Regions from separate parts of the Mus musculus genome. Here regions 2, 3, 4, 5, 6 and 7 are each linked to region 1. The links are chromatin contacts, called in public Hi-C, HiCAR-type, HiChIP or PLAC-seq and promoter capture Hi-C maps. All regions are on one chromosome and are shown on one strand. Each heading gives the region's core, a stretch centred on a gene start, on an enhancer-like site or on the middle of the called end of the contact. The rest is flanking DNA. Distances are from core to core; before and after follow the strand shown. Region 1 holds the start of Cox18 (cytochrome c oxidase assembly protein 18). Region 2 holds the start of G3bp2 (GTPase activating protein (SH3 domain) binding protein 2). Region 3 holds the start of Cdkl2 (cyclin-dependent kinase-like 2 (CDC2-related kinase)). Region 4 holds the start of Rchy1 (ring finger and CHY zinc finger domain containing 1). Region 5 holds the start of Utp3 (UTP3 small subunit processome component). Region 6 overlaps Rufy3 (RUN and FYVE domain containing 3). Region 7 holds the start of Grsf1 (G-rich RNA sequence binding factor 1).

The links. Promoter capture Hi-C pulls out the DNA fragments that hold promoters and counts their contacts. Hi-C and Micro-C count contacts between places; a contact is called where the count stands out from the background. HiCAR-type assays count read pairs that join an accessible place to other places. HiChIP or PLAC-seq counts read pairs in DNA pulled down with a chosen protein or histone mark.
Region 2: a promoter capture Hi-C map of pre-B cells shows a contact between it and region 1. The contact joins the promoter of G3bp2 here to the promoter of Cox18 in region 1. A contact is called at or near these places in 7 of 39 promoter capture datasets (the C10 cell line, hematopoietic stem and progenitor cells, hippocampal neurons and 3 more), 1 of 115 datasets of contacts at active chromatin or transcription factors (embryonic stem cells) and 1 of 9 other capture datasets (adipose tissue).
Region 3: a HiCAR-type map of astrocytes shows a contact between it and region 1, with 2.9 times the contacts expected there. The contact joins the promoter of Cdkl2 here to the promoter of Cox18 in region 1. A contact is called at or near these places in 6 of 39 promoter capture datasets (the 3T3-L1 cell line, the C10 cell line, embryonic stem cells and 3 more), 1 of 115 datasets of contacts at active chromatin or transcription factors (astrocytes) and 1 of 9 other capture datasets (adipose tissue).
Region 4: a Hi-C map of muscle stem cells shows a contact between it and region 1, with 8 times the contacts expected there. The contact joins the promoter of Rchy1 here to the promoter of Cox18 in region 1. A contact is called at or near these places in 8 of 39 promoter capture datasets (the 3T3-L1 cell line, the C10 cell line, hematopoietic stem and progenitor cells and 5 more), 3 of 484 Hi-C or Micro-C datasets (B cells, CD4 T cells and muscle stem cells), 3 of 115 datasets of contacts at active chromatin or transcription factors (astrocytes, large pre-B cells and neural progenitor cells) and 2 of 9 other capture datasets (adipose tissue and liver).
Region 5: a promoter capture Hi-C map of pre-B cells shows a contact between it and region 1, with 5 times the contacts expected there. The contact joins the promoter of Utp3 here to the promoter of Cox18 in region 1. A contact is called at or near these places in 3 of 39 promoter capture datasets (embryonic stem cells, hippocampal neurons and pre-B cells), 4 of 484 Hi-C or Micro-C datasets (CD4 T cells, CD8 T cells, muscle stem cells and 1 more), 3 of 115 datasets of contacts at active chromatin or transcription factors (astrocytes, embryonic stem cells and thymic regulatory T cells) and 2 of 9 other capture datasets (adipose tissue and liver).
Region 6: an H3K27ac HiChIP or PLAC-seq map of bone marrow-derived dendritic cells shows a contact between it and region 1, with 15 times the contacts expected there. The contact joins the enhancer-like site here to the promoter of Cox18 in region 1. A contact is called at or near these places in 2 of 39 promoter capture datasets (second pharyngeal arch cranial neural crest and stem cell-derived epiblast-like cells), 4 of 115 datasets of contacts at active chromatin or transcription factors (astrocytes, bone marrow-derived dendritic cells and embryonic stem cells) and 1 of 9 other capture datasets (adipose tissue).
Region 7: a contact with region 1 is called in a HiCAR-type map of astrocytes, with 6 times the contacts expected there. The contact joins the promoter of Grsf1 here to the promoter of Cox18 in region 1. A contact is called at or near these places in 5 of 39 promoter capture datasets (the C10 cell line, cranial neural crest, embryonic stem cells and 2 more), 5 of 115 datasets of contacts at active chromatin or transcription factors (astrocytes, embryonic forebrain, embryonic stem cells and 2 more) and 2 of 9 other capture datasets (adipose tissue and liver).

What each region holds. Positions count from the first base shown.
Region 1 is chr5:90,222,714-90,225,331 of GRCm38.p6, forward strand. It overlaps Cox18 (cytochrome c oxidase assembly protein 18), which reads right to left and starts at 1,283. Exons shown (of 6, transcript NM_001033310.3): 1 at 903-1,283. The coding sequence starts at 1,226.
Region 2 is chr5:92,082,461-92,085,078 of GRCm38.p6, forward strand. G3bp2 (GTPase activating protein (SH3 domain) binding protein 2) reads right to left here and starts at 1,284. Exons shown (of 11, transcript NM_001080795.2): 1 at 1,069-1,284. Gm46933 reads left to right here. Exons shown (of 2, transcript XM_017321256.1): 2 at 412-1,705. The coding sequence ends at 1,113.
Region 3 is chr5:92,041,711-92,044,328 of GRCm38.p6, forward strand. It overlaps Cdkl2 (cyclin-dependent kinase-like 2 (CDC2-related kinase)), which reads right to left and starts at 1,332. Exons shown (of 14, transcript NM_016912.2): 1 at 1,089-1,332.
Region 4 is chr5:91,961,765-91,964,382 of GRCm38.p6, forward strand. Rchy1 (ring finger and CHY zinc finger domain containing 1) reads right to left here and starts at 1,304. Exons shown (of 9, transcript NM_026557.4): 1 at 866-1,304. The coding sequence starts at 955. It also overlaps the pseudogene Thap6.
Region 5 is chr5:88,553,166-88,555,783 of GRCm38.p6, forward strand. Utp3 (UTP3 small subunit processome component) reads left to right here and starts at 1,297. Exons shown (of 1, transcript NM_023054.2): 1 at 1,297-2,618. The coding sequence starts at 1,449.
Region 6 is chr5:88,629,796-88,632,413 of GRCm38.p6, forward strand. It overlaps Rufy3 (RUN and FYVE domain containing 3), which reads left to right. Exons shown (of 18, transcript NM_001289774.1): 8 at 742-811. Among named protein-coding and RNA genes, the nearest start is that of Grsf1, 45 kb to the right of the region's middle. Within about 2 kb of position 1,281, at least 77 of the 459 cell types and tissues checked have an H3K27ac peak or open chromatin away from gene starts, as enhancers often do. A contact at or near this core is called in adipose tissue, astrocytes and bone marrow-derived dendritic cells, where this site is marked.
Region 7 is chr5:88,674,850-88,677,467 of GRCm38.p6, forward strand. It overlaps Grsf1 (G-rich RNA sequence binding factor 1), which reads right to left and starts at 1,322. Exons shown (of 10, transcript NM_178700.5): 1 at 909-1,322. The coding sequence starts at 1,262.

The sequences.
Region 1 (2,618 bases), core at 33-2,532:
GTTCCCTAGACCATATACAAATGTTGTTTACTGATCACACTTGTAATCGAAAACATTTAAGAAAACTCTATTAGATATTAGTTTGCTTAAAGTATCTTTGACCCCAGATTTAAATTCCTTGCCTGTACATCTATCTGCGTGATCTTGGCAACCATACTGAGTTAAACCAACTGCAACTTCTTGGTTATGGGTACCTGATGTTTTCTGTTTCTGGCTGTGCATAACCTGAAATCCTGATTCCCAGTATGTAGCATATCTAACAGCACCTCCTCCATAGGATTTCGAGTAAATGAAAACTGCATCCTGGTTCTTACTGTTCCATCCCTACATTTCCCAGGAGAGAGAAAACAGCATTCCAGTGTTAACACCTCACTGTGAATGCTTCCTGGCTCAATGCTGCTGCTCCCTTCCTGGCAATCCTCTGTGACTCAAATTAAAATCTTGACTTACCCCACCCCCACCCCCAGGCACAGCCATGGGGGAGGTAACGTTATACCAATTCCACTGAACAGAGTTCCTAAAAAGCCAACTCGAAGTTTCAATCCATCAGATACAGGGTAGTAGGTGGTAGGCCCAGAGGAAGAATTCATGTCTGGAAACTGCTAACTTAGTGATACCTTTCTAGTAATAAAGAGCAGTATCAATAGTGACAAATGATGCTGCAGACTCTTAAAATGTTTATGACCCTAATGTTTCAGGTTCCTCCGTGCCATTTCTTCTGAATATTGGTCTCAACCGAACATTTGGGAGGCACTTGTATTTCGAATAAATACTTGGTAGGTCGGGTGAACTGGAAGGTACTCGAGTCACCAACCATCATTTAACATGCAATGCTAACTAAATTATTTTAGCCTCCATGTTAACACTAGCAGGCAGGCAGCACGGGGACCGACGCCCCTCACCTTAGCCAGGATGTAGTGCTGATAGGCGGCCAGGGGCAGAGTGACAGCACCGCGCAGGGCAACGGTGCTGAGTATGATGTTGCTCCACCAGGGGAGGCCGGTAGCCTCCTGCGCGCCCAGCAGCACTTCCTCCGCGGTGCGCACCGGCGCCGACGCTGCCAGGGCCTCATACCAGCCACCTGGAGAGGCCGCAGACACCGAAGCGGCTGCCCATACCGGAAGGGCTGGGAGCCGCGCGCTGCTCCAGGCGGGCGGTGATCCCGGTGCCGGGAGCCGCAGGGTGGGCAGCGACCTGAGCCACCCGGCACACGACCGGCACAGCATGGTTACACGGAGCGGGCGGCCAACTAGAGCACTAGCACCAGGAGGTTGCGCGCATGCGCGAACCCGAGGCCACGCCTGACCTTCCCAGCCGAAAGCCCTGTCCAGTGTCGCGCTAGAGATGACGTAAGACTCCGCCTTTCCCACGCGGCAATGAGCCGCTTGAGGCTCTCTTAACTCCTTTCCTTGCTGGGGTGGAGTTCAGAGCGGGAACCGGAACTGCAGGGGTAGGCGGGGCGAGCAAACTGCCTTGCTGTTGAGTTTCAGTTTCCACTCAAGGAAATTGTGGCTTGAGTACTTTTTGTGACTCGGCTGTTTCCGCCCAAGGCGCGCAGCATCTATCTCCGTTTTCTCTACGCACTGCTGAAACACCTACTTTGGGAATAGTGTTTCTGGCTCGGTCAGTGTTAAGTCTGCGTCCTTTATCCCCCTAGGCAGCTCTACTTTATAATAAGACCTAAATGTCTTTATCTGTTCCGGTTAGCATTCTGTATTCCTTTATAAACAGAATGCAGAAATGCCGAGTGGTGGCGCACGCCTTTAATCCCAGCACTTGGGAGGCAGAGGCAGGCGAATTTCTGAGTTCGAGGCCAGCCTGGTCTACTGAGTGAGTTCCAGGACAGCCAGGGCTATAAAGAGAAACCCTGTCTCGAAAAACCAAAAAAAAAAAAAGAAAAGAAAAAAACGAAATAAATAAATAAGAAGAAGAATCACCATCATAATAAGGAGCAGGGAAAAATACTATTTTTCATTTTACAAAATGAATTCCATCAACAGCACAATTTTGCTTCAACGGTTAAATGGAATGCACAGGGCTTTTAACAACTGTGTGTTTTTCACATTCGTGTTCCTGTCAACAGAAAATAAATGGAACAACGAAGTGCCCACTCCTAGGGTAGGCCAAAGTGAATTGAGTTTTTAGAAACCTCTCCCATGTTTGGTAAAGCCAAACTGTGGACACTGTCCTCTACTTTATTGAACACCTACCAAAGCTGTCAGATAGCGTATTTTCTGAAACTTGGGTAACCTGCCTTTAGTTCCCATAGCATAATCCCTTTTAAAAACAGCTCACTTATCTCTTGCTAGTTTAAGAAACCACCGTATTTCCATAAAACTGTTAATATCCAGTAGGCCCTTCCAAGATGGCCTTAAGCCAGAGAAGTTACTTAAAAACAACTCCCCCAAGTCCCAACTTACCATACATGAGAACCTAGAATTAATTCTCAACACTGGGAAAGTAGGTAAATTTATTATGTGTAATAAATAAGCCTGTTATTTGTAGATCTATTGTTCACAAACCCTAAACCAAAAATTTCAAGCAGTTATTAAAATCTTTAACAATTTTTTTCTACAGCTACAGGTAACTGACAACCTCTTCTGATAAAACTGCACACC
Region 2 (2,618 bases), core at 34-2,533, 1.9 Mb after region 1:
CTAATCAACTGCACAACAATCACACCCGGAGAGAAGGGGGCAATTTTCCTTGATTCAGATTTGCTGCACGTGTTTTGTTTTTAAGAAGCAAAAGGCATCTCCTCAATGTTTTTTGTGCTTTGGTTTAAAACTAGTTATATCTTGGGAGTAGAAATTGTGAACACGACCCTACAGCCCCCCCCCCCCCCCAAAGCACCACAGGGGTACCTAAATAAATCTGCCCTTAGAGACGCAGGAAAACCTCAATCAGACTCCACTAACGAAATCCACACCATTTAGGGAAACTTACGTTCTTCTCCCCTTGTCCTACCCCAAAGAATAGCAGGGGGAGAAAAGCCCATTCCCAAAGCACTGAAACGTCCTTTTTATTCCTGGGTAACAGGAGAGATTGTCTGCAGAAAAAGGACGTAGGAGACGCACGTTACAGTCCCAGTATCCGAACACGTTCGGGATAATCCGGGGAGGGCGGGGGGAAACGCCGAGCACCCGGCAAGTGGAGCGGCGGCCACCTTCAACCCCGGATTCAGTTTCCGGGCACAGAAATGGTGCCCGGAGGCCGCTACTTTCGCATCTGCGTTGCTTCTGCCTCCGCCGACACGGCCTCCTTCCCCTCCCCCACGGGCGGGGCGACGACCGGGAACTAGGGCCGCCGGCGAGCGGAGGAACCAGGCGGGTGGGCTTCCTACCCTGAAACCGCCTCTGCAGGAGCCCACTGCCCCGCTTCGCGGCTTGGCGCCCGTTGGCGCGCTCTGGGAGCTGGCGGCGGACAGGGTACCCCCGGGCTGCTTCATCCTAGCAATCCCCAGCCCCACCTGTGCCCTCCTCTGCACCACGCGCGCAGGTCATCCTCCTCCCCACGCAGCCTTCCGCTCACCTTGCAGGAAAGGCTCGGCTCTGCACGCACGCACGCACTCTTGCTGGCGTAGGCAGCCGGCGAGAACAATGTTTCCGCCGCACCAACCCCGACACCAAGCGCACACACCGGACGGTTGCCGCGAGCCGCGGAGCGGAGGGAAATGTCCCCTGCCGACCACCACACCGACCGCCCCTCTCGGCCCCCGTACACACCTCCAACCAACAGCGGCGGCGGGCACGTCGCGCGGAGGTCAGTAGTGTCGCGGGATCGGCCGCAGCAGATTCTCCTCCCTCGAAGCAACCCGAGGCTTCGGAATCCGGAGAGCCGCGAGCTCGGGGCCCCTCACAGCCACCTCTTCCCGAGAGCCTAGAGCTGCAACGAGCTCCAAGAACACGGACGTCCCGCCCCCTTTGCCGCCGCCCCCTCTTATTGTTTTACCCCTGCGGAAAGGGCTAGGGAACCCCCCAGCACAGCGCCAGCCAATCAGGCATCAGTTTGGAGAGCTAGACCCAACCTTCTCGCGTCCCACTGCGGAGCACGCGCAGAACGGCGCCGCGCTCGCTCGCTCGCTCGCTCGGGCGTCCGGAAAGCCAGGGAACCGGAACCGGCCTAAAGTCGGGGCGAGAGCCCGCTGATTTGACGTCACAAGGAAGCTGCCTTTCTCTTGCAGTGATGCTGAAGCCTCCCTGTCCTCTCAGGTGGCGCGAACAAAAAAGATGGCTCGCCGCTAACCAGTGGCTTTTACAAACGGTTATTCCTGGAGCCTTTATTCGTGATAAGAGGGAGCAAATTTAGTAATGGTCCTGGTTGCTGCGTTATCGGAGCATTAAAATGCAGTTTTGAACTCTGCACAGTGAGCTCACCTGTATTGCTTAATTAGCCTGTTTTAGGAAATGGAGGTTTAAAAGTCTTTCTCATCAATGTCAAACAGCTAGTTTTAAATAAGGGTGCCGAGCTATGGAGTATGGGGAAAGTATGACATAGGCTGTATGGGCTTGGGGCTTTTGTATGGCCTTGGTGGCTTCATCCTTAAATGGAACTTACTGGAACAAAGGCTGAAAGGCTTAAAATTTAAAAAAGAAAAAAAAAGCCACTTATAAATCTATGCCACTGGGACTTAGTTATGGAAACAACACTGCTTCATGAACCTTGATTCATGGGGAAAAAAAAGCCTTTGTAGACCAAATGTTACTTTGCCACTAATAGCAATGTTTTCAATTTCAAGATAGCAGAAGAAACTGGGAATGAAGCTATGAAACGGTGAAAGGAACGGAAGGGCAATTGAGAGGAATAGAACACATTTTAATCAAGCAAAATGCAGGATTAAATACATCCTCAGTTTTCCCTCACAGTAGAGATTTCCTAGAAGAAGAAAAAAAAAAGGTTCACAAAAGGCAATGCTGATTGGTACTTGAGCCTCCAAAATCTACACTGGCATTATTTTGGATTGCTTAATAATTTTTATATGCAAAATATATAGGCAGACCATCATTTATTAAATGACTCTGAGATGGTTTTTCTTAATGCATTACTTCTGCAGATTACCTTTTAAGTACAGTGTTTATAGACCAGATACGCTACTGGTATTTTATAAAAGTCACTTATGTCTCACAAAAACCCACTTACGTAATTACCTATTTGAATGCACACTTTACAGATGAGGAAAGTGAGACTTACGAGACGGTTTACCCTAAGGACACGCTCGTATTACTCATCTCAGCCAGGCTCGGGGCTACATACCTCTAATCCCAGCACCTGGGAA
Region 3 (2,618 bases), core at 82-2,581, 1.8 Mb after region 1:
GATCGTTTTTAAACATATTGTAATTGGCATCCTAGATATTTAAAGATGCAAAATGAACCAAATAAAAATGACCTTAATCATGTCTAAAAGGTTCTGAAACATATTATAACCTAGTATTATACAAGTGAACTAATCCAAATTTATTTTCCCAACCATGTAGACACACTACATAGAGCACACCTACTTGTTCAAGTGGGACTGTCTAAAATACCTTAAGAATATCATGGCCTAAAATATGCCTTGTTTCCTCAGTAACTTATAACCCATCAGTTTCTTGCCTTCTCACTCTTAAATCTATGGGTAGCACGTGGCATACAAAAAAGAAGTCTGGTGCGATGGCACTATAATAATTTAGGATATGTGCCATACAAGCATACTGTTCAAATACTACCAATGTTCTTTGGTTAAAATCAAACTGAAATTTCTTATACATAAAAGAACGAAATAACTGGGTTTTTACAAAGTATTATACTTACTATTTCTTCCAAACCCTTCACATGGAAAGAGCCAAAGGTTTTCAACTTGGAAACAAATTTAAGGTGATATGCATCTCGCTAGCAGATCTAAAAAGATGCTGACTAGCTAGCACACTAGCAATCCCAGTATTGGGATTTCCTCTGCGGACGCAATTACCGGTCCTAGGTGAAGCAGGCAGGGAGGCAGATTGGCTTCTGCCCTCCGCAAGCTCACACTTCCGAGGACTACGGGCCGCATGCTGCCGTCGTCAAGGCAACGACCTCACTCGGTCCCCAGCCATAGGCAGTCTCCAGAGAGAGAGAAAGGGCCCGAGTCAGAATGCGTCTGCGACAGGCAAAGACACAAGCACCTGTCAAGGACAACAGCTGCAGAGAAACGAACTGAGGAAAACAGAGCACCGCCGGCCGAAAGCCCTCGGGTCGCTCAGCTCAGGGAAGCAGCACCTCGCCAAGTAGCCCTAGGCGAAGGCGTTGGCCACCCTAGCTGCAAGGGGCGGCTCTCACCCGCCTGGTCCCGCCCCGCCTACGGCGGAGCCTCCCTGATCCTGATTGGCTGAGGCCTGTCGTCAGGCGTTGTGATTGGCTCTGTGCCACCCCGCCCCGCCCCTTCACCTGGAGCTCGCAGGTTCGCTCAGCTGACGGCCTCGTCCCCACACCTACGGTCTTAAGTTTGTAGGGACCTTTCTGCCGGCGCCAGGAGACCTCTGCTCTCAGGGGACCGCAGGTTGCCCCAGTGGCCACGAGGAGAGCCAAGGTGACGGTTCGCTGGGACTGAGGAGACCATGAGATTTCCCAGCTTGCCCGCCCGCGGCGCGGCGGGGCGCTGCGGGGCGCGGGCCCCACCCGGGGAGGTTCCGCCCAGCCGCGATTCCTCGCTTCCTTTCGGTTCCGGGCGGTGGACCGGAAGAGCCTAGTAGTTTATTTAGCCGAAATTGGTGGGATGAGATCTGTTGACAGACCTGACAGGAAAAAGGACCCTGGGACGCCAGCCTGGTAGGGAAAGATTTGGGGTGGAGCCCAGAGAGGACCAGAAAGCAAGAAAGGTAGGTGCTGACTGCAAGCGGCGCAAGCTGGAGCTTAAAGCTTGCCTTCAGCTTGAAGACTAGATTAGCCACGACAGGGCAAGATCGGAAGACCATTACCAAGCATATGCTGACGTCGTACGAGAAGCCGGGAAATGCTTTATCCCTCCTTATTAAGGGACTGAGATTGTAAGGCCAAATAGTTTTACTTGTATTCACCTATAGCCACACAATTTGTACTCAACTAAATATGTTTTTTTTTTTAATAGCTCGATCCAGGAAAGTATCCTTGATAACAGACACGTATATGCCTAGCCAGCACCCAGGGGTTATTCTTGCATAGTAAGGTGTAAGAGCAATTGTTTTATAATTTTTCTTAGTTCGGTACTGCATTAATCTCCCGGTGCTCAGTTACCATCATTCACCAAACTGCTTAAAATCGAGTTCCCGAACCTACAATTTTGAGAACCACCTCTGGAAACAGGGTATGGGTTTTTGGTTTTTTTGTTTTGTTTTGTTTTGTTTTGTTTTTTTGGGGGGGGGTTGTTTTTGGATAACCCAAGATGTGAGTTATAATGTAGCAATGAGCTGTGACCAACTTGAAGATAATTCCCATCGCTTTACTCTAGATTGTAACAAACCCCATGAGGTTTAAATAGAAAAATATTTATGAGTGTTCTGCCTGCTTGTATGTCTGTGCACTGTGAGCGTGCTTGGTGCCCACAGAGGTAAAAGAGGGCGTCAAGACCCCCTGGAACTGGAGTTACAGTTGGTTTCTGATTGCCGTGGGTCCTCAGGAAGAGTGACAGGTGTGCTTGGCCACTGAGCCATCTCTCTAGACATTCATGTGAACTTTTATGTACAAACAGGTTTATTAGGGTGGGAACCTCATATTTTACTTTTTTCCAGTTTTACAAAAAATAAACAGTTGAGTAGCAAAATTAGTGGTATACATGGGAACTGAAAGGACAAAGGCTATAAAAATGGTGAACAGGTGTTGCTTGAGAAAATATTTAAAAGTTGGAAATAACTGTAAAGGAACTAGAGGGTAGTCAAGAAGTACAAGTTCCTTTGGGAAATAGGGTAGTTCAGTGATGGCATGCTTGCTTGGACTGCACAA
Region 4 (2,618 bases), core at 54-2,553, 1.7 Mb after region 1:
TACCACTAAGACCAGCTTCCAAACTTGTATATTTTATATGCAAGCTCTTTAAAAAGTAGCTTGCTCCAAATTACACAGCAAGTTAAGGACAATCTAAACTATGAAGGGAAAGCTATAGGATTCCAAGAGTCAAAGTTTCTTCTCAGTGGGAGGCGACTTCTGAAGACTGAAGCCAAGGCCTTCAGCATTATAAACTCAATTCTAAGGCTGAGTTATAACCCCAGCTCAAATCTCAGGCTTTCTCAACAAAATATTAAAACTGCTTCTTAAAAAAAAAAATCAGGTAAGTCTTAACTGTGTGAGAGTCATTTTTAAAAACTCTAGATGACTAGAACGTCTCAAGCAGGAAAAATGACAGCATATATGTATTAGGCACTCCTCCAATATCCAACTTAATGGCAATCACCCAACTCTCACTTCACACAGACATTTTCTCCTGGACAGGTCTGGGCATATTCCTAGACAAAAAAATGAAGCTGACAAGCCATACTATAAACTTCCTACACGTACAGAAATTATATTCTGATTCTTCCCTTGCTTATGCTTTCATCACTGCATCATACGCACTTGACAGAAATGCCAAGGCCCTTTCACTTCCTCATTCTACTGTCAACCGCAAATGACGGATAAACCCACAAGGGAGGTGAATTTAAGCAAGGGCCAAGTCTTTACAAACAAGAACTTGGCTTGCAGCGGCGATCGAGTACAGAGCTCCTGCTCGCCTTGCCAAAACGTTTCCTGCAAGGAGAGCCCAACTCCAGATGGCAGGTATCCTGACAAGCAGCTCGGTCTGAAGCTTCTGCCCAACCTGCCCTTGCCAGACCCGACCGCAGCTCATCGAGGAGGTACCCTCTAAAGTCGTCACCTTGAGGAGACAAGCTCTGTCATAGTGCTCGCAGCCCCGCGGCCCCTGCGCCAGGTTGCGGACGCCATCTTCCCGCGCCGTCGCCGCCATCTCCTCCTCCTCCTCCTCCACCACCTCCCCCTCACCAGCCACTGAACCTTTCCCCCAGCTTGGAAGCCACGCCTTAAGGAAGCAGAGTCGGTCGGACACCCGCTCCTCCTCGGAGCAGCGGCCACCAGAGTCAGGAAGGGGGGGTCCAATCACGTGATCTGCAGCATCCGGATTTCCGGTCCCTGGTGTAAGGGGTGGAAGCCAAGTGAGACGCTTAGTCCGTCGTCCACGTTAGTCGCTGTCGTCACTGCTAATGGTAGTAAGTCTTAGGTTGGCTCTTTTTCCCCGCCCCGGCATCGCTGCCAGCCCTGATTGCGGGCGAAGGGGACCGCTGCGTCGTCTGGCGGGCGCTGCTGCGAGCCGCCGGCGCCGGTGAGGAGCGGCCCCTCCCGCGGCTGCTCCGAAAGGGGGCGGGGCTCGGCGGCTGCGCGCGCAGGTCCGAGTGCCGGCGGCTGTCCCGGTCTCCTTTTTTCCCTGCGCCCCCTTTAGAAAATATTGTGCTGTCACCCACCCAGGACTTAAGAACGCAAAGTGAAAAACAAGTAGCCACGCCACGCCCCCGTGGAACTCACAAATGGGGAGGGGGAGAACGCCACGGCATTAGATGAGGTCACAACTTCCACACTGGAAGGACAGTCCTGTGTGGTGTCCCTGGGGAAGGAGACGCTCGAGCTGAAAGTTGAATGGCAAACAGTACGCCAGCAGGAGTTAGTGTGTACCAGACCTGTGGGAGAGAAAAATCTGGCCCGTAAGAACATGAGAGAAATAAAGAAGCCTGCAGAGTTTGAATCTCAGACCTCAAGGTGCATAACTTTATGTCCACTCTTACAAAATACCAAGACTTAGAGCATTTTATCAGCAAAACTTCAGGTGTTGGGATCTGGGAGAAGGGAGGCAATTGTCCGGGAGGAGATGCCTTTAGCTTAGCCCTGGAGTTACTAACTCGTTTTAATTCTCTTCCAGTTGTGTTAGGAGTTGCTAAAAACATGGTGAAAGGTTGCTCGGCCATTGGATGTGCCTCTCGCTGTTTACCAAATTCCAAGTTAAAAGGACTGACATTTCATGTGTAAGACTTTGCTGTACTCAAGCCAGATACTTTTAACTTTTTACTAAAAATGATTCTACCAGAGTCTGCAGTTACAAGCTTTTGTTCCCAGTCTTTTTAAAATAACCTTGTTAAATTTGAACTGACAATGGTCCCTTTATAATGTGCAAGTTTCAAGTGCCAAGGAATGAAAGACCAGATAGCACCCCCACCAAAAATAAAATACCCCCACGCACAAATTGTCAGGCTCGTCTTTGCTAATGTTTGCATTCTAACTGTGTTACGGTCTCTACTGTTCATATGTCGATCATCATCTAACTGAGGGCTCTGTTCAAATACCCATACCTTCTTTTTAGAAATAGATGAGGTGGAGTGGTTCACTGTAAACTACATGTTCAGATCAAGGATTATTTAGCTGTGTGAGTTTGAGGATTCTAATTTAGTGTTTAGCCATTCCTGTGACACCCTAGGAAGGGTCTAATAGGATTTAATAAGCATACTTAGGATGTTCGCAGCTTTTGTGAAGCACTGTTATTACTAGGGAAAGATCTAGTTACTTTACTAGGCAGGGAAATAAAAAGAACCTATGTGCTACCATGTCCCAAAACAATATTGAAC
Region 5 (2,618 bases), core at 47-2,546, 1.7 Mb before region 1:
AAAAAAAAAAAAAGAAAAAAAAGACAAGACCCCATGTGGTATGCATAATCACGACTTTGTATATCCTTTTAAATAAGGAAGCTGACATAAAAGGTCATACATTTGAGATAGCTTAGGTGGTAGCCCTGTCTACTAAGCTTGACACCAGTTCGATTCTCTTAGACCCATATGTCACTTCTCCCATTTGACTGAGTTTTCTGTTTGGTGTACCCGTGCGCCCTCCTAAACCACAAGGTCTCCTATTTTGGCCTTTATCTCTTTTCCTTTTCCTCTTCTTCCTCTTCCCTCCTCTTTCCTCCTCCCCACTTCTTCTCCCCTTCTCCCTCTCTCCCCTCTCCCTCTTCTTTCTCTTCTCCTCCCCTCCCTTGTTAAATCTATTTTGCTCATTTCCTTCCTTCATTCTCCTCTCTCCTCTCCCCTCCCTCCCTTGTTAAATCTATTTTGCTCATTTCCTTCCTTTATTCTCCCCTCCCCTCCCCCCCCCCATCTCTGCCTAAAACGCTGCCACGGAAGTTTGGTGCTTGATCAATGTTGAAGAACACAACAATGAATAATCATTAAATGTTGCAACCCAATTCTATACATAGGAGGCTGTCCGCGGCTGACAGCCTCACAGTTTTCCAGAACGTCTAGAAAAGCGAAGCTATTCCAGTAGAAGGACACCGCGCGTCTTTTACTCTTCCCGGTTACATCGTCCCCAAAAAACCCCGAAGTCCTCTCTCGGGTCGCCTAAAAGCAGAGACTCGCCGCGCGGGGCCCGGAAACGCGGCGCCTACGGTAGCAACTCCCAGGCAAAAACAGAGAAAAGCACCAATCCGGGAGGCTGAGGCTGACAACATGGCGAGTCCCGGCTTCAGAAGTCAAGACAGACAAAAAACAAAACTAAACAAAACACAAACAAAACCCTGACTAACTTCCACTCTGGCAAACGGAGAACACGAAACCGTGAGCTGGGCAACTATCTAGCGTGGCCCAGTGGGCGCCCTGCCGACGCGTGGGAACGTAGATGCCCCGCGCCCTCTGTCGGCCGCGGGCTGTCTCGCGGCGTCCCTGGCGGGATTCCGGCTTCACGCCGGAAGTCACCAGAGAGAGAGAGAGCTCGGAAGTAGCCACAAAAGGATCCGCGGAACGGAAATATCCTTGGCCTAGCGTTCCTACCCGGAAGTTTTCATTCGCCGGAACCGACTGGTTTTTAAAAAGACACGGCGGCGGGATTACGCTGGGGGGGGGGGGGGGAGCGGAAGTTTAGGCGCGCGCGCTGCGCGGAGAGCACCCTGGGAGCGGAAGGAAACAGGCCTTTCCCAGACTCTCTGCTCCGGTGGTCACCGACTTGGGTTCGCGGAGCGTGCTGGTGCTGAAAGCCTCCGCTTGCCGGCATCATTCTGGGCGGAGGTCAGAAGTGGCGGAAATCGCGGCGTCGCTTGGGAACCCGGGACCGCTGGTGAGCCATGGTGAAGAAATCACGGCGGCGTGGAGCGGCTCAGTGGGCCGCCGTGCGGGCCCAGGCAGGTCTCACCGCCACGGACGAAAATGAGGACGACTTGGGGTTGCCGCCCTCTCCAGGGGACTCCAGCTACTACCAAGACCAGGTAGATGAGTTCCATGAAGCGCGATCTCGGGCAGTCCTGGCCAAGGGCTGGAACGAAGTCGAGAGTGGGGAGGAGGATGGCGATGAGGAGGAAGAGGTGCTACCTCTAGATATTGATGATGGAGATGACGAAGATGGAGAGAGTTCGGAGGAGGAGGAGGTTGGAGAGGATGATGACGGCGGAAGCTCCGTGCAGAGTGAGGCTGAGGCCTCTGTGGACCCTAGCTTGTCCTGGGGTCAGAGAAAAAAGCTTTATTACGATACGGACTATGGTTCCAAATCCCGAGGCCGTCAGAGTCAGCAAGAAGTAGAAGAGGAGGAAAGAGAAGAAGAGGAGGAGGCACAGATAATTCAGCGGCGCTTGGCCCAAGCCCTGCAAGAGGATGATTTTGGAGTCGCTTGGGTGGAGGCCTTTGCAAAGCCGGTGCCCCAGGTAGACGAAGCTGAGACAAGGGTTGTGAAGGATTTGGCTAAAGTCTCGGTAAAAGAGAAGCTGAAAATGTTGAAGAAAGAATCACCAGAGCTCTTAGAGCTCATAGAAGACCTCCAAGCCAAGTTGACAGAGGTGAAGGATGAGTTAGAACCCTTGTTACAGTTGGTGGAGAAAGGGGTCATTCCAACTGGAAGAGGAAGCGAATACCTGAAGACTAAGTATAATCTCTACTTGAACTATTGCGCCAACATTAGCTTTTATTTGATCTTAAAAGCCCGGAGAGTCCCTGCACATGGACATCCTGTTATAGAAAGGCTTGTTACCTACAGAAATCTGATCAACAAGCTGTCGGTTGTGGATCAGAAACTGTCCTCTGAAATCCGTCACCTCCTCACAGCCAAGGATGGTGCTGTAAAGAAAGAAATGACTCCAAAAGCAAAATTAACCAAAACCAAGCCCAAGTCTGTAAAGCAGGCTGCTGCTGTTGCCCTGACTGATGAGCCTGATTTTGATGGGGCTGCTCTCAAGTACTATAAGGAAATGGAAGACAGGCAAGAGTTGAAGAGAAAGAAGGAAGAAAACAGTGCTGAAGAACAG
Region 6 (2,618 bases), core at 31-2,530, 1.6 Mb before region 1:
TGGTACCTACAGAAAGGATGGTGACAAAGGACCCTTTTATTTCCTTTCTTCATTCCTAGCAACCTTTCACAGTATCAATGTAAATTTTGAGTAGTCTTAGTTCCAGCTAGCAAATTCAAGAACAATTTTAAGTCAATTTTCTCTGGGGAATCAAGAAGTAAACATGGCCGTAAAACTCTGTGACGACATCAGCCAAGCTAAGTTGTGGTGATATTTGACACTCCAGTACGAGCTCTACTCTTCTTACCTTTCTGTGTCTGTCTCCATGTGAGTTACAGACACCTGACTAATGCTGTTGAGACAGGTTAACAACAGAGTGCAGTGAGACACCGCAGGAGTAACTGCTGTATGCATAGGCTGTGATGTCTCGGGTCGCTAGGGAGAGCTTAGAACGCATCATATCACACTCACTCGGTGATTTCACAGAACAAGTACTGAGTACAGCCTCCCATGCCGAGGACACAGCATCGAAGGGCACAGTTCTTTGTATGCTGTCTGAGAGCAAACAAGTCTGGCAGAAATTGGGTGCATTAAAGAGAGTATTAGAATCCAGAGATGATCAAAACATGTTGTATGTATGCATATATGAATAATCATAAACCCACTCTAATTAATAAGTACTACTTAAACTATTAGATAGTTGATATAGACTGCTAAGTGTGGTGGGGTTAGGAAGGCAAGTGCAGGCCGTTTTCCTGTTTTTCAAAAGAAACTTAACATTTTGTTTTCTTCTCTCAATAGTGCAACTGTAAACAACCTTCAGACAAAAGTAGATCTGTTAGAAAAATCCAACACTAAATTGACAGAAGAAGTAAGTGTTTTGGAAATTATTTGACCTGTAAAAGTTAATATTTTACACTTAAGAGACTGATCACTCCTATCACCTTGGACATGAAGGGTTTGACTTTTCAGATGAGAACTGCTATAGAAAAGAACTGCTTGTCCGGGCTGGGTGTTCAGGACCTGATTTTCCCACTGCAGTTATATAGCTGTGCTGCCAGGCAATTGTGTGAGCAGCCTGGAGTATTTAACATACAGCATGATACTCAGGATTCAGTAAGCATTTAGGCCACTGTTGATGTGGTGCAACTAGACAAAGACACCTTACCACCACCTCTTTAGACAGAGCTTTCTCTGGAACACAGCTCTGACCCCTGCCTGACCAGTCTTTGCTCTAGAATATGGCTGACACAGCAGCACTGGCCAGGACCCAGTGGCCCTGCTTCTGAGATGAGCCACTTACTGTCATGTGCGCCTGACTCACTTGCTCACTTGACCTCTGAGAAAGCCCGGGTCCCCCACTGGCTGCAGAGGAGGGTGCTCAGACTTCCTCTTTCAGCCCTACAATGACTCTGGAGATTAGGAAAGAATACAAATGTGAAAGCTCTCAGGAAAGTCCATAGAACAAGAAGAGAAACCCACGTTTGAAATCTGCTTAGGAGGTGAAATCTGTAGCTTAGCCTGTGTTTAATAGAATGTTTCCATCAAGATCTAAGTACAGTGATCCAGATTGCAAAGCTCATTTGCTGTTTCTAATTGCCTATTTATGTACAGTGAGATAAACTTGGTTTAAATAAATTCAGTGCACTAATTGGGAACATGCTAATTAGTTTTTCTTGAGAACATAGATAGATGGATAGATAGATAGATAATATATTAATTTTGCATCTTTTTTAAATAGTCTTGTTTAGCCCACTCTGTCCTTAAACTTAAACCCCTGCCTTAGCTTCCTAAGTGCTGGAATTACCTGTAAAAGATCTTTTGGAGGGTTCATAACACAACTCCCATGACAGCAAGTAATACCTTATGAACCCCTGTTTAGGCAGTGTGTCACTGTCTTCTGATCATTTGTTTTTGAGACAGGACCTCACTCTGAACATTTTAGAAGCATTCTTCCTAGATGTGTTTAGAAGGTAGCCATGGAAATGCCCTTGAAGTAAACACTCGTAGTGTTGAAGTGTAGGAAGAAGGTCACAGAGCAGGCAAGGTCCCCGAGTGCATGGTGTGCTTGCTGTGTAGGCATGAGGACCTGAATTTGGATGCTCCGAACCTGGTAAAAGGTAGGCATGGTGGCCTGTGTTTGTGGCCTGAGCCCTCGGGGCTGGACACGGCAAGTCCTAGGGCCTCACTGGTAGCCATTCTAAGCCAAAATGTTAGCTTCAGGTTCAGTGAGAGACCTTGCCTCAAGAGTAAGGGAGAGAGACCTAAAGGAAGACTCTCAGTATGAACCTTTGGCCTGTGCGCCCGTGTACACAAGACACACACACAACACGGGCACACACTCAGAACAATGTATTCACATTTAAAGAAGCAATATTGGGTGGTTTTTATTTTTATTTTACCTACTTGAGAGATATTTCTCCTATGTTCCTCATTAGGACAATTATTTTTCTGAGATAGAATCCCATTTTGTAGCTGAAGCTAAAGAGAGCTTAGTAGCCCCAGCCTTCAGAATGCTGGGGTTACAGGTGTGCACCATATATCTGGATGATAGGGAAAATTTTAGTGGGTGATGGATAGCTTCCCTTAGCTATAGAGTCCTAAGGATAGTCAAGCCTGGAAATTATGTCTTAGCAGATCATAAATTATTCTATTTAATCAAAGAATAAAAGGTTTTG
Region 7 (2,618 bases), core at 72-2,571, 1.5 Mb before region 1:
AGATGAACCACCCAGATATCACTAATTCAAGCAGACGCAAAACTAAATTAAGATAAACATGGCCAGTGGCGTTACCAGGTTAGGTAGACACTTCCCAGATGCCACATAAACCGCAAAAGAGAAATGTCCCACATATACAGAGGACCAAATATTTGCAATATGAATTCTTACAATGTCTTTCTGAAAAGACGGGAAACAAGGGAAAAGATCGTGGAGTGACAACCGAAGCCCCCAAGTCCTCACCCACGGACGCCCCCGCCCCACACACACACGTTCTCTCCCAGTTTCCCACGGTCTCCCCACAGCTCTCCGCGTCCGCAGAGCCCCGCTGCACCAAAGGTCCTTCTGTCAAGGCGAGTGGACTTGCAGAGGTGACCTTCAGTCAGGTGGACCGCCCGCCTCTCCCCGCGGACAAGGGAGAGGGACGCGCGGGGGCTGTCCCAGGCTAGCCCACGCTCCCGTGCGCGCGGGGCTGCGCGTCGGTGGCCGGCCGAGGAGGCCCGAGCCGCCCGGCCTACCGCTCCCACCGCACGCACGGCCGGCCCCGACCCTCCGCGGGCTCTGGCCGCTCAGCTTCACCTCCAGCGGGCATAAGGCTAGGGGGGAGTCGGGGTGGGGGGCGTCGGCGGCGCCCCCAAAACCTACCATGGGCCCGGCGGGAAACAAGGCCTCTACATTCACCCCAGCCACACTTACACTGCCCAACCGCCCAGACTCGGAGGGAACAAAACAAGAAGAGCCGGGGCCGTGAGAGCGTCCCTTGTTCCCGTGCCCAATAGGAGGACGGAGCGGGAGGGAGGCGGGGGTGCGGTGCGTGCCGCGGATCCCCGGGCGCGCACGCGGGGCGCTCGCGGACAGACCGACGCGGGCGCGCGGCCGCCGAGGGTCCCGCGCGCGGCGCCACGTACCTGACTGTAACCCCGCGCCGGGCCCGCGGCGGCTGCCAGCGATCGCGGAAACAGCGGGGCGCGCAGGGCCGAGTAGGACGCGGCGGCGGCCGCGGCGGCGGAGGGACGGGCAGGGATGGGACCCGCCAGCCTCCCGGCGGCCGCAGGCCCGAGCTGCAGGCCCCGCGTCTGCGAAGCGGCGGCCGCGGCGGCCCCGAGGAGTAGCAGCAGGCGGCGGCGGCCAGAGACGCCCGACGGGAAGGTGCCGGCGGCGGAGTAGAAAGGCAGGCAGGCGGCGCCGGTCCGCCGGCAGCTGCTGCAGTTGCAGCCGCAGCCCCGGAGCAACGCGCCTAGCACCCAGCGCGTCCCGGCCATCGGCTCCGGAGGCGGCGCGGGGCCTGGAGGTGGCCGCTGTGGCGCGAGCGGAGGGGAAGTGGAATCCAGGGCGGGGGAGGGGGCACCGGGCACATGCGCCGCGCGCACCCGGGGCTGAGACGAGGCTCGGAGGCGGAGGTGAGCGAGCGGCCCCGCCCAGGCTCCGCCCTCGGGGCGGGGCTTTCCCGCCGGTAAGGGTGTGGGTGGGGTGACCTGAGCGCCTCCAGAGTGGAAGTTGTCCCAGGCTCTCCTGCTCAGGTTAGAGCTGAGGTCTGCGGGTCACCGAGGCCCGGCGAAGTTTCCGGAAGGAATGGGTTACCTAGCTCTAAAACGTTTTGGGACGACGCTGAGGGGGCGTTGATACCCCAACCTCAAAATTCGTGCAGAAGGCCAACTTTGTTTTGAACGGAAGCACTGATTTTATAGTATATGTGAGATATGTATATAATATTTATCATATATTATATAAAATAAAGCCTTCCTTAGACAATATAGTCACAAGTGAAGGTGTAGAGATTTGCAAATAAATACATGAGTGGTTGTGCAGTTTTCTCCTATGTGGCAAGGACCTGTCAAAGGTAAAAAAATAAAAATAAAAAACTAAAGACAAATGGGAGTTCTTAGAGTAAAAATATGAAGGAGAGGCTGATTGGTTGTGGCGGGGGTGGGGTTAGGAGGCATCTCTGTGACTGGGTAGTGTAGTTCCGTGGCAGGGTAATCGCTTAGATCACCCCAACCTCCTCGTGGGGGTGAGGAGACCAATATAGGGCTCTCTATCGTGGAAAATCTTAACATATTTCAAAGTTTTTGAAATTCAATTCTTGTTCAACTTCCAGAAGTAAAGAAACCGCCTACATTTTCCACTGTTTCACCTTTATCCCAGTGCCAGCTCTAAAACTTTTTTTTTTAAGTTAACTATGTAATGGCAGTCATCCTATGGTATTCATCTTAAAACAATACGGACTTTTTTATTATTAGTTTAATGTATTAATATATGGGTGTGGCCACGGAGACCAGACAAGGGCATCGGATCCCCTGGCCCTGGAGTTAGAGACAGCAGTGAGCCATCATGCAGGTGGTGGGAGTTGAACCTGGGTCCTCTGAAAGAGCAGCCAGCACTCTAGACCCATAAGCCATCTCTCCAGCCCCAGTACAGACTTTTGAAAGGTTACGTTCTGATAAGTTACCTTTGAGACATTTAAGATGGTTGGGCTTAAACTTTGGCTTGTTTACTCTGGACTCCTTTTAGATTTAAGAAAACCAGGTATTTCACAAATGAAAACATATTTCTGTCCAAGAAGGAAAGAATAGAAAACCTGACCGGCTTGTTCCTTTTATACCCGAGATGTGTAGAAG